2 separate regions of the Mus musculus genome follow, and region 2 is linked to region 1. The links are chromatin contacts, called in public promoter capture Hi-C maps. All regions are on one chromosome and are shown on one strand. Each heading gives the region's core, a stretch centred on a gene start, on an enhancer-like site or on the middle of the called end of the contact. The rest is flanking DNA. Distances are from core to core; before and after follow the strand shown.

What was found. Promoter capture Hi-C pulls out the DNA fragments that hold promoters and counts their contacts.
Region 2: a promoter capture Hi-C map of liver shows a contact between it and region 1, with 2.1 times the contacts expected there. The contact joins the promoter of P2ry1 here to the promoter of Sucnr1 in region 1. A contact is called at or near these places in 2 of 39 promoter capture datasets (hematopoietic stem and progenitor cells and liver).

What each region holds. Positions count from the first base shown.
Region 1 is chr3:60,079,841-60,084,977 of GRCm38.p6, forward strand. Sucnr1 (succinate receptor 1) reads left to right here and starts at 2,029. Exons shown (of 2, transcript NM_032400.2): 1 at 2,029-2,088. The coding sequence starts at 2,086.
Region 2 is chr3:61,000,662-61,005,798 of GRCm38.p6, forward strand. It overlaps P2ry1 (purinergic receptor P2Y, G-protein coupled 1), which reads left to right and starts at 2,124. Exons shown (of 2, transcript NM_008772.5): 1 at 2,124-3,938. The coding sequence starts at 2,781. The coding sequence ends at 3,902.

The DNA of each region.
Region 1 (5,137 bases), core at 779-3,278:
TCTCTTGCACACCCTGCTCGCTGGACTTTCATATATTATTTTACATTGGACTGTGAATGTCAGGAACTTTGTGGAGTAGAGTCACTGGGCCCCTCTGAACAAGGAAATCGGCTTAGGCAAGTTTGTTTCACAGATCACACAGCTAGTAAAATGCAAATTCAGGACAAGGATTCAATGACCTTTTTTTTTTTTTACCGTGCTGCTTTTTGTAAGATTATTTTAATTTGTATTCCTGTGCCGAAACTAACAGCATTAAATTGAAGTACTCATATGGAAGGAAGTTTAATTTATTGAAAATGTCTGTAATAATTAATCTTTAGCAAGCAAGTATGACATATTATATTAGCCAACAGCTTGTTATGACTAATCCCCAGTGTATAGTATAATACACAGACTTCTATGTAGATATATGTATTTCCTGGGATTGTCACAAGTATCCCTACTTTACAGTTAAGAGAATTGAAAATTTGATGAGATCCAATGTGTTACATTGTTTCTATCAACAAAGAAAACAAAGTCAGAAGCTCTGCCCACTGAAATATTATAGGCTGAACAGAAATCACTTCCTGAGAGATGTGTGCTCTCTCTGGCAGAAGTGACAACATAATTTGCAAATCCAGCACAAGGGAAATGTTTGGTCCCTTGTTATAAAGTTAATACAAATTTAGAACAGGAATGTGACCATACAGTGTTCCATCAAGAATGCAGAGCTTATATTTGGGCCTGTGAGGGGGCCTGGAAGTGTGACAGTGACACTCGTCCTGCTGGACAGATTCTCCGTACCTCTGCTCTGTAACCCTGAATAAGGTGTCACGGTATGAAAGGAACAGCAGTCTATTTACTGTATCTGCCCTGGTACCAGTGGAGGGGTCCTGGGGAAGTGTGGCTCTTGGCAGGAAGCCCAAACTATCAGCTTGCAGTCCTGTGGGGGGGAAAAAGAGAAGTACCGACCACATTTTTGGCCATCAGGAAGTAGAGACAAGAAAGAGGAAACTCTGGGGAACTCCAGGTACCCACAAAGAGGGAATCACCATCTCCAGCCCCTCCTGCCATGGTGGTGGTCAGAACTTTCCTTTTTACATTGTAGAGGTCTATGAACTACAACTGGCCACTCTATACCTTGGAGAGGTCCATGAACCACAACTGGCTACTCTCCTCTCTTTCTGAAGACTGTACCCCAAAGTACTCTCTAGCCTCTTTTCCTCTACAAGTAGAAAATGCCTGTGATTGTATCTTAGTCGCTACCATGTACATACATCCTCAGTGTTATCCCCACCCTTCAGGTCAACCAATCCAGATTTTTGCTTGAATAAAAAACTGATGTAGCCTTGAGAAAAGGCCAGGTTTGTTTCTTATCTGGAATAATCAGTCTTCTGGATGCTGTTCAGAGCACTGACTGGGGAAAGTCTACTACTATCTCTTGAGCTTGTCATCTAAGATAATGCCTCTCTCCTTAATCCCTAGCCATCTGATGTACTTCTTTATGTTTCCTGAATTTAATCACAGAAAATAAAACGGATACTATCTAAAGTTCTAACAGCCTTTCAGCAGCACACTGACAAGGCTCAAATTCAGACTGCCGTCCAAGTACTCATGTCATAGTTCCCTCAGGATTTCTATGAAGCAGTTTAATTATTGTATGCTTAGTATAGAAGTCACCAAAGAAATGTGTAAAACAATGAAAAATGAGTTCAACTATATATATTAACCATAAAATGTTTGCTGTTCTCATTACCTAAATGTGCGTACACAGTTCCATGCACATACACATGGGAAGATAGAATGCTTCTATGTTGTTTTGGGAGTGTATCAACTAAATTTAAATTAGCTTGTCCTCAAATGTCTTTGTTAAAACTACTCTCTACAAAATGACTCATCTGTTGTGTGCCTTCGGCTTTTCAGGAGTTCCTCTGAATGACTTGGAGGTTTTTCTGAATAAATTATCCCTGCCTTTTGAATTATTAATCTTGGCTGCATAATATGCAAATCAGACTGCACTGGTCATGTCCAGCAACACAGCACTGGGTCAGAAGCTGTCTCCAGCTCCTGGCAGAGTTTTCTGTCGAGACAGAAGCCGACAGCAGAATGGTAAGGGACACTGCAGCTCATGTCTCTCGGTCACACCAAAGAAGACCAAGCTTTCTGCTTAGGGCTTCCTTTGGAAGGGTTCTGTGAGCTAAATGCTGCCTAGGGAACTGTTCTTCAGTAGATGTGAAGCAGCCAAAGGCAAACATATCTGACTTTCACATCTATTTCATGTGGCTCTAAATGCATTGATTTAATAGACAAAAATGTAGTGTGTTTTGCTTTAAAGGGCTCATTGTATTTGATAATGTCGCAACAAAGATAATTACAATTATTTGAAAAAGTGAAATTATTTAGAGAAAGGGAAAATAACTTGCGTCATGAAAAATTTAACCATGTAAATTAAAGAACTTATAGTAGAGTAAATTTTAAATCATTCCAAAATTTAAAATTTGCATCTATATTTGGCAAAATGTGATGATTTAAGAATAAGATTTACTAAAGGAACTGGTAAACTGCAGAGTGATTGTTATTCTACTCCCCAAACTATATAATCTATTCTCTAACTTATTAATGAAAAATGCAACTTGATACATACTGTAATGTTTGATGTTTGGGTGTAACTTGTGGAATACATAAAAGTGACGTAATTAACCAGAACCAAATACTTATATTTATATACACTCAAACACAGTTTATTTAAATTGTTTACTAATGAGAGAAACTTGTTGGAATATCTTCATACTTTACTTTCCAGTGACAGTTAAAATTTTTATTTTTTGTTAGGCTCTGTGCAATGGTCCAGGATATAGGAACAGAGTTTGTATTGGATTACCAGGTTTTTCATTAATGTATTTTTTCTTAATTTCTGGTAAAAACATGCATTATTTTTATGTTTAGAGAACTAATTTTATAAGGAATTTTCATCATTCCAAATTAAGAATGAGTAGTAGCAATTTTCTCATGTGGGTGTATTCAGTTTATATGTAGCTTATTAATTCTAACAGACTCTGTGACTGTGGGCTAGAAGCTAATAATGATTTCCTTTTAGTTACTAATGTGTTTTTTAAAGAAAGTTCTCGGTTAATGGTTCACCTCAGTAAGCCACTACATGTTGTCGCCATGTCTGTTGCCTATGAAGAGGACAGCTCCTGAAAAGTATAGGCTAGTGATGGTTCAGAGGACATGCCCCCCTTGAATTCAGAGTTTTGCCTAAAGGAGCACACCTTACTTCCCTAATTTGCATAATTATACCATAACAAAAGACACCCGGAGGTATGTATGTATGTGTGTATATATATATATATATATATATATATATATATATATATATATGTATATATACCTGAATATATATATATATGTATATATATACCTGAATTTGGAATACAATATTCTCAAAGTGTGTCCTTATGAAGTTGAATCAGCCTATAAGCCTATAAGTATTGGAGAGCCTAACACTATAAAACCATAATCTGATAATGTTTGGATATGAAAAGGGATTTAAAAATAAACCAAGTTGAAAACATATTAAATGAATAGATTATAAGACGTCATGAAAAGCAAAATCTCATTTTAACAAACAAATTTCAGCAATATTAAAGCATAAAAATAATAGGATTAATTGATTTAAACATTTTTCCCTGATTTTTTGTTATTTGTACCCACACTGTACTTTATAATTAATATGTATTTCATCCACACACCTTTTGTTTTTGTTTGTTTAATTACTTCTTGTACTTTTACGATTATATTATAATTACATTATTTTCCCCTTCTTTTTTTTCCCTCTCTCTCGATTCTCCTATATACCCTTCCTTGGTCACTTTTTAATGTATGGCCTCTTTTTGCATTACTTGTTCTTACAGGCATATATGAACACATATATTTATAAACACAACCTCCTAATTTGGTGTAATATTATTTACAAAACAACTTCCACACCTAAGGCTCAGGGAACACTGTGTAGAAGAGGGCAGAAAGCTTGTAAGAGCTGGGTGTCTCCTGAGAAACTGTGTCTCCTCGTCATGTCAGAAGCTACATCCATAAAATTTCACCAACATGACTTCCTAAACTGGTCTGAACAAGGGCAGTAACAATAGCCATGCTAGAGAAGACAGGGAATGGACCACGAGGTCTCAACCCTAAACAAAGAATCACAGTCAACTATGGAATGCTGAGAGTGGGAGAAATAGTCTCTCCCAGAGAAGCACACAATAACTATTTACCCAGTACCACATAGTCAACCTAAAAAGGACATGTTTAAAGTGTTTTGTCCTGGTGGTGTTTGTGTGTTTGTTTGTTTTTAAAGCAAGAGTCACTGTAGGACAAGCAAGGCAAAGGTACAGGTCTTAATTCAGTGATGTTGGAAGTCCATCCCATGGTGGTCAATTTCACTTCCTAGGTAAATTCCTGTGTTGTAGGAATCCAGCTGAGCACAAGCAAATGAGCACCCACACATTTATTTCACTCTGCTCTTGACTGTGGATGTGATGTGGATAGCTTTCTCAAGCTCCCACCATCATGACTTCCATGCTATGATAGACTGTAACCTGGAACAGTGAACTACACTAAACTCTCCCTAACATACTTTTGTCAGGCGTTTTACTCCAGTAGAAACAGACCCAGAGCAGTTGGGTGTATGACCTCAGCAAGGGCTAAGTGTGGATATTATGCTCTCAAAACTCATATGCTGAGACTTAATTCATCATATGGAATGTCAGAACCTGAATGAAAGTTGTGTCACAGCTTTGCCCTCATGAATCGAATCCTACTCTGGTAAAGGGGGATGAAGAGCGTGACTCCTCAACACTAAATCTGGAGTACTTTCCTGTGTAACAAAGAAAAATAGTTTTATCGTTTCTAGATAAACCACTGTAGGATATATTGCTAAAACTAAGATATTGAAGCTTGAAAACTTCAGAGAAATCGTTTCTCATAGTGATTCTACTAGTCCCTAATTTTCATTAGTATTCGAATGAATCAACTCCTAGACACCGGTGAGCACAAGATTTGGTTACACCCTTAGCTTTAAAACATGGTGTTCATCATTATTATTCCTAAGGTTTTCAGTCCTGTTTTAAAGTTTAAGACATTATATTTTAAAGTGGTG
Region 2 (5,137 bases), core at 874-3,373, 920 kb after region 1:
AAAGGTAGATTTCAAAACACTCACAGGATGAGCTAATGCATTTGCTACAGACTTCTGAGGGAGGTTGTATATTGTTTAGATTGCATGAAATTAAAAATGCAGAGGAGTGAGGAGCCAAACCTCCTGAATACCCTTGAAATACTTTAACCTGTCAATCAAACAATAGAAGAATATCTGTTAAGGTTAGAATTACAAAATCATCAGGTATGAAGACTGGGGACGTTAACAGGAAGGTAACAGGGCCATTTCGCAACTGCAGCACCTTTGCACTTGGGCTTGGTCTCCTTTATCATCACTGTGTTCTTGGGTACAACCACGACTCACAGTACCAGTGTGCTCATTCTGTCTCTGTTCCCATAAGGATCTGCTGGGTGGTGGGGAGTAATTTCCTTCCCAGTGTCTGAGCAAGGGGCTCATGATTTTCCTCTAAGGTTTTTTTCCATTGTTTGTTTGTTTTTCCTGTACGTTTAGTTTCTCTGTGTGTCTCTGTCTCTGTATCAGGCTCTGTGTCTCTGTGTCTCCGTGTCTGTGTCTCCTCTCTCTCTCTCTCTCTCTGCCTCTCTCTCTCTCTCTCTCTCTCTCTCTCTCTGTGTGTGTGTGTGTGTGTGTGTGTGTGTGTGTGTGCGTGTGTGTGTGTACATGCACATATGCTCATGTGCCACAGTGACACAATATGGGTGCACAGGTATCAGGAAAGTGGGAGTCAGTTCTTTCCTTCCACCATGTAAGTAATGGGATCAAGCTCAAGTCCTCAGGCTTGGCGGTAAGTGCCTAATGCCTTTAGTGGCTGAGACAGATCACCAACTCCTTGAGTGTTTTTAAGGGAACAAAGTCATTTAATATATGAAACTAGAATGAAATGGCTATAGAATATAATCGAAGGTATTCTATCCTCGTACTTTTTTTTTACAAGAAAAAATGTATTTGTTAATATGGCACATAAAATACATTAATCAGTAGATTGTCAAGAAGGGCTTGGTTCCATTCTTGGGTGGGTCTGTTTAATCATGTCTTCAGGTAGGAAACAATCCATTTAGTTTACAATTAAACACTTTTTTTTTATATATTGCCCACATTTTTTATGCATTTGGAACCCTAGACTAAGATTTACAAAAAATAAAATAATTACATTGGTCTCTGTCTAAATTTGAAAGGTATCTACTAGAGGAACAGGCATTTTAAGAAATAAGATTCACAATAAAGCCAAACTGTAAAGTTATCCCTCAACAAATGAACCCTCTTTCTTTATAAAGCTGTGTTTAATATTCAGCTTGATTCAGAATCATTTTCACTGTAGTCTCTATTATTTAAATGTATGTAAATGGTAACTGGAGGTTGGAGGGAGGGCGCTTGTTCTTTCCAGCAAGTGTTAGCAGTCAAGTTGGACTGATGATGTGTGCTGCGTTAACTAAGCAGTTAGACCAGGTTCTTATGTACATTCTCACAATAATGTTACCAGTGATGCCGGTGTATTAGCATTTTTCTAAGTAGTGCAAAAAATAGTATTTGGATAAAGCAAACAACAATAAAAACAAACAGACATGAAGGGCAGAAAGCGACTTGCCCATGCCGCTTACCACCCTCACTCATTCAGAGCTGGCACCCTCTGGGATCAGCAGGTTCCTACACGCGTTGGGCAAAGCAAGGCGCTGTGCAGGGCCAGGGCGTGCCCACCTGCAAACCGCTGGTTGTCTGGAGCCTGCAAACACCTTGCGAGTTCCGGGGAGGCTCCGGAGATGTCTGTCTCAGACTGCTCAGCTCAAAGCTTTAGACACAACGCTGCCAGCGTCCAGAAGGTTTTCAGCGTGTCAGCAACTTCACTTTACAGAGCTAGCTGGTGGAGGACCGAGGAAACCCCTCCAGCCATACGCTGGCCAGAAGCCACCGCTGCCCTAGAGCACCTTTTGTTCTGACCACTGATTCGAGTGGTGGCGGCCTTGCCAGGCGTGCAGGGGCACCGCGATCTCTGCTTCCAGAGGCCACCTCCCGCCCTGGGCGCCCAGCCCTGAGCCGGCGGCCCGGAGCTTGCACGGCGGAGACACGCCCCTTGCCTCCCCGCGGAGCACAGACTCGCCCGGGCTCCTAGGCTCCGCCCACCCCGCTGGGAGCCTGGCTTTCTCTCCTGCCCCCTGCACTCGAGACCCAGCCGAGCGCGGAGACGAGCTGCAGCCTTCATGGACTGTGAGCGGGGTACAGGGTAGGTAGTACGCCAGGGTCCGAGGCCACGCGCTCTCCAAAAGACCTCCAAGGTTGAGCGCGGGCTCAGAATGTGGCCGGAAGAAGAGTCGCGGCGTCCCTGGTGAAGGTCCCGGGTTGCAAGGTAGGGAGTAGGCAGATGGCCAGGCAAAGTTGATCAGAGAGGAGGTGGTTGGCCTGCGCCTTCGGGCCGCTGGGAACAGCCGAACTACTTGGACTTGACCCGCCGCGCCCCAGGCGCTCTGAGCAGCGCCTATCAGTCGCCCTGCGCGGGAGCGCACTTGCAAACTTGGTGGAGGTGCCCTGCGCGTCCTGTTGTGTAACCTCCGCGCCGCCAGCTGGACCGGGAAGTTGCCCGCACGTCCTTCAGCTTAGATCGGTCGCAGCTCCGGGCGAATTTCATGGCCCGCGACAAAAGCGCGGCCAGAGCCGGCGTGGGCGAGCCCCTGCGCGCTCCGACCCGTGGGGAACTCCCGCGCGCGGTCCCTGGCCTGCGCCTCCGATGCGCGCTGAGTCTCTCGCCGCTGCTGCCCGCTCGCCGCGGTCTGCCCTTTCTAGTAGCTGCCTGAGTTGGAAAGAAGAGGATGACCGAGGTGCCTTGGTCGGTTGTCCCCAACGGGACGGATGCTGCCTTTCTGGCGGGCCTGGGCTCGCTTTGGGGAAACAGTACTGTCGCCTCAACTGCAGCAGTTTCCTCTTCATTCCAATGTGCCCTGACCAAGACCGGTTTCCAGTTCTACTACCTGCCGGCTGTCTACATTTTAGTGTTCATCATAGGCTTCCTAGGCAACAGCGTGGCTATCTGGATGTTCGTTTTCCACATGAAGCCTTGGAGCGGCATCTCCGTGTACATGTTCAATTTGGCTCTGGCTGACTTTTTATACGTGCTCACCCTACCAGCCCTCATCTTCTACTACTTCAACAAGACTGACTGGATCTTCGGGGATGCTATGTGCAAGCTGCAGAGATTCATCTTCCACGTAAATCTCTACGGTAGCATCTTGTTCCTCACCTGCATCAGCGCACACAGGTACAGTGGCGTGGTGTACCCTCTCAAGTCTCTGGGCAGGCTCAAGAAGAAGAATGCCATTTATGTCAGCGTGCTGGTGTGGCTCATTGTGGTGGTGGCCATCTCCCCTATTCTCTTCTACTCTGGCACTGGGACTCGGAAAAACAAAACTGTCACCTGCTATGACACCACGTCCAATGATTACCTGCGAAGTTATTTCATCTACAGTATGTGCACGACTGTGGCCATGTTCTGCATCCCTTTGGTGCTGATCTTGGGCTGTTATGGATTAATTGTTAAAGCTTTGATTTACAATGACCTGGACAACTCTCCGCTCCGGAGGAAATCCATTTACCTGGTGATAATTGTCCTGACGGTGTTTGCTGTGTCTTATATCCCTTTCCATGTGATGAAAACGATGAATTTGCGAGCACGGTTGGATTTCCAGACCCCAGAAATGTGTGATTTCAACGACAGGGTTTATGCCACTTATCAGGTAACAAGAGGTCTAGCAAGTCTCAACAGCTGTGTGGACCCCATTCTTTATTTCTTGGCTGGAGATACATTCAGAAGGAGACTGTCCCGAGCCACCAGGAAAGCTTCCAGGAGGAGTGAGGCCAATTTACAATCCAAGAGTGAAGAAATGACTCTCAATATTTTATCTGAGTTCAAGCAGAATGGAGACACGAGTTTGTGAAGGCACGAGATCCTAGCTCCTGAGTTTTGTAACATGGTAGGATGCTCATAGAACAAGATGCTTTTCTTCCTAAGTTCCTAGTAATGTAAGAGAATTCTCCAAAGAAGAAAGTCGTGAGTCTAAAAATTAAGAAGCATCAATTTGATGCACATATCCACATTTATTGTTCTTTCCTGTAATCTCCTTTCTTACTGAATAGAAGTATGTGTAATAAACACTTCCCCTTCCTCCTTTTCAATTCACAGGCTTTTTTTCTGTTGAGAGAGAGAGAGAGAGAGAGACAGAGAGAGAGAGAGAGAAAGAGAATGTGTAACAGAGCAATTTTGATATTAAAAATGTCTCCAAGAAAACTGGCCACCTGGAACTTGAACCTGTGATTTGTTCAGCCTGTGTTGCTTTGAATAGCTCTTGGCATAAACAAAATAAAATCTATCCTTTAAACAATTTGGCATAGTATAATGAAATACTGGTTAGTCCATTGAATAGTGAGCAGATAGATGCCTTGATGTTCATGTCTTTCAGTTCCTCAGAAGCATACATGGTCGCTGATGTTATCTGGGGAATTGAATAGAAAAATAAAATCAATGAACTTTTCTGTGAGTAAAAAGGAGCATTTCCGGTTATTTCTGGAAAACTGATTAATAAACATCACTTCTTAAATGTTTGGTGGTGGGAGGCTGCAGATATCATATTATTGCCAAGATACGCTTAAAATAATTGAACTGCATGTGTTTTTCTTATAAATACTGTGGACTCCTAGGCTTCCTGGGATAAATAGTTCTCCCTTGCACCACTGCTGTGCAGTGTCTTAGGACTCTGTGTTCCAAGACAAGGGCTCCCTCACATCTGTGAAAACAATTTTGAGAAATCCCAGTTAAATTTTAGACTAAAGGGTGAAGGCAGCCCTTAAGGTGGAGCCCTTAGCAGATTGTGGGGTAGTGGGCGGGACTGTCGATGTTTCAGAAGGCCATGCTTGACAAGGGGCTCTCTGCAGCTGGAGGTGAGGAGAGTTCAAAAGGAAGGACGTAAAACTAAAAAATAATGGCAGGGTTCTATCTGTCTCTTCAGGGTTCTTCAAAATATTAAATGCAGAATGAAAGGGGAGTCAAGGAAATCACTTAGGTGTTCCATGATGGTGGAAAGCTGGTATCTGTTAACAAGGTGAAACCTTTCGATGACTTTTTAAATAATAAAAAAAAGCAAGGAGAAAATAAAGGAAATTAAGATTTAAGTGC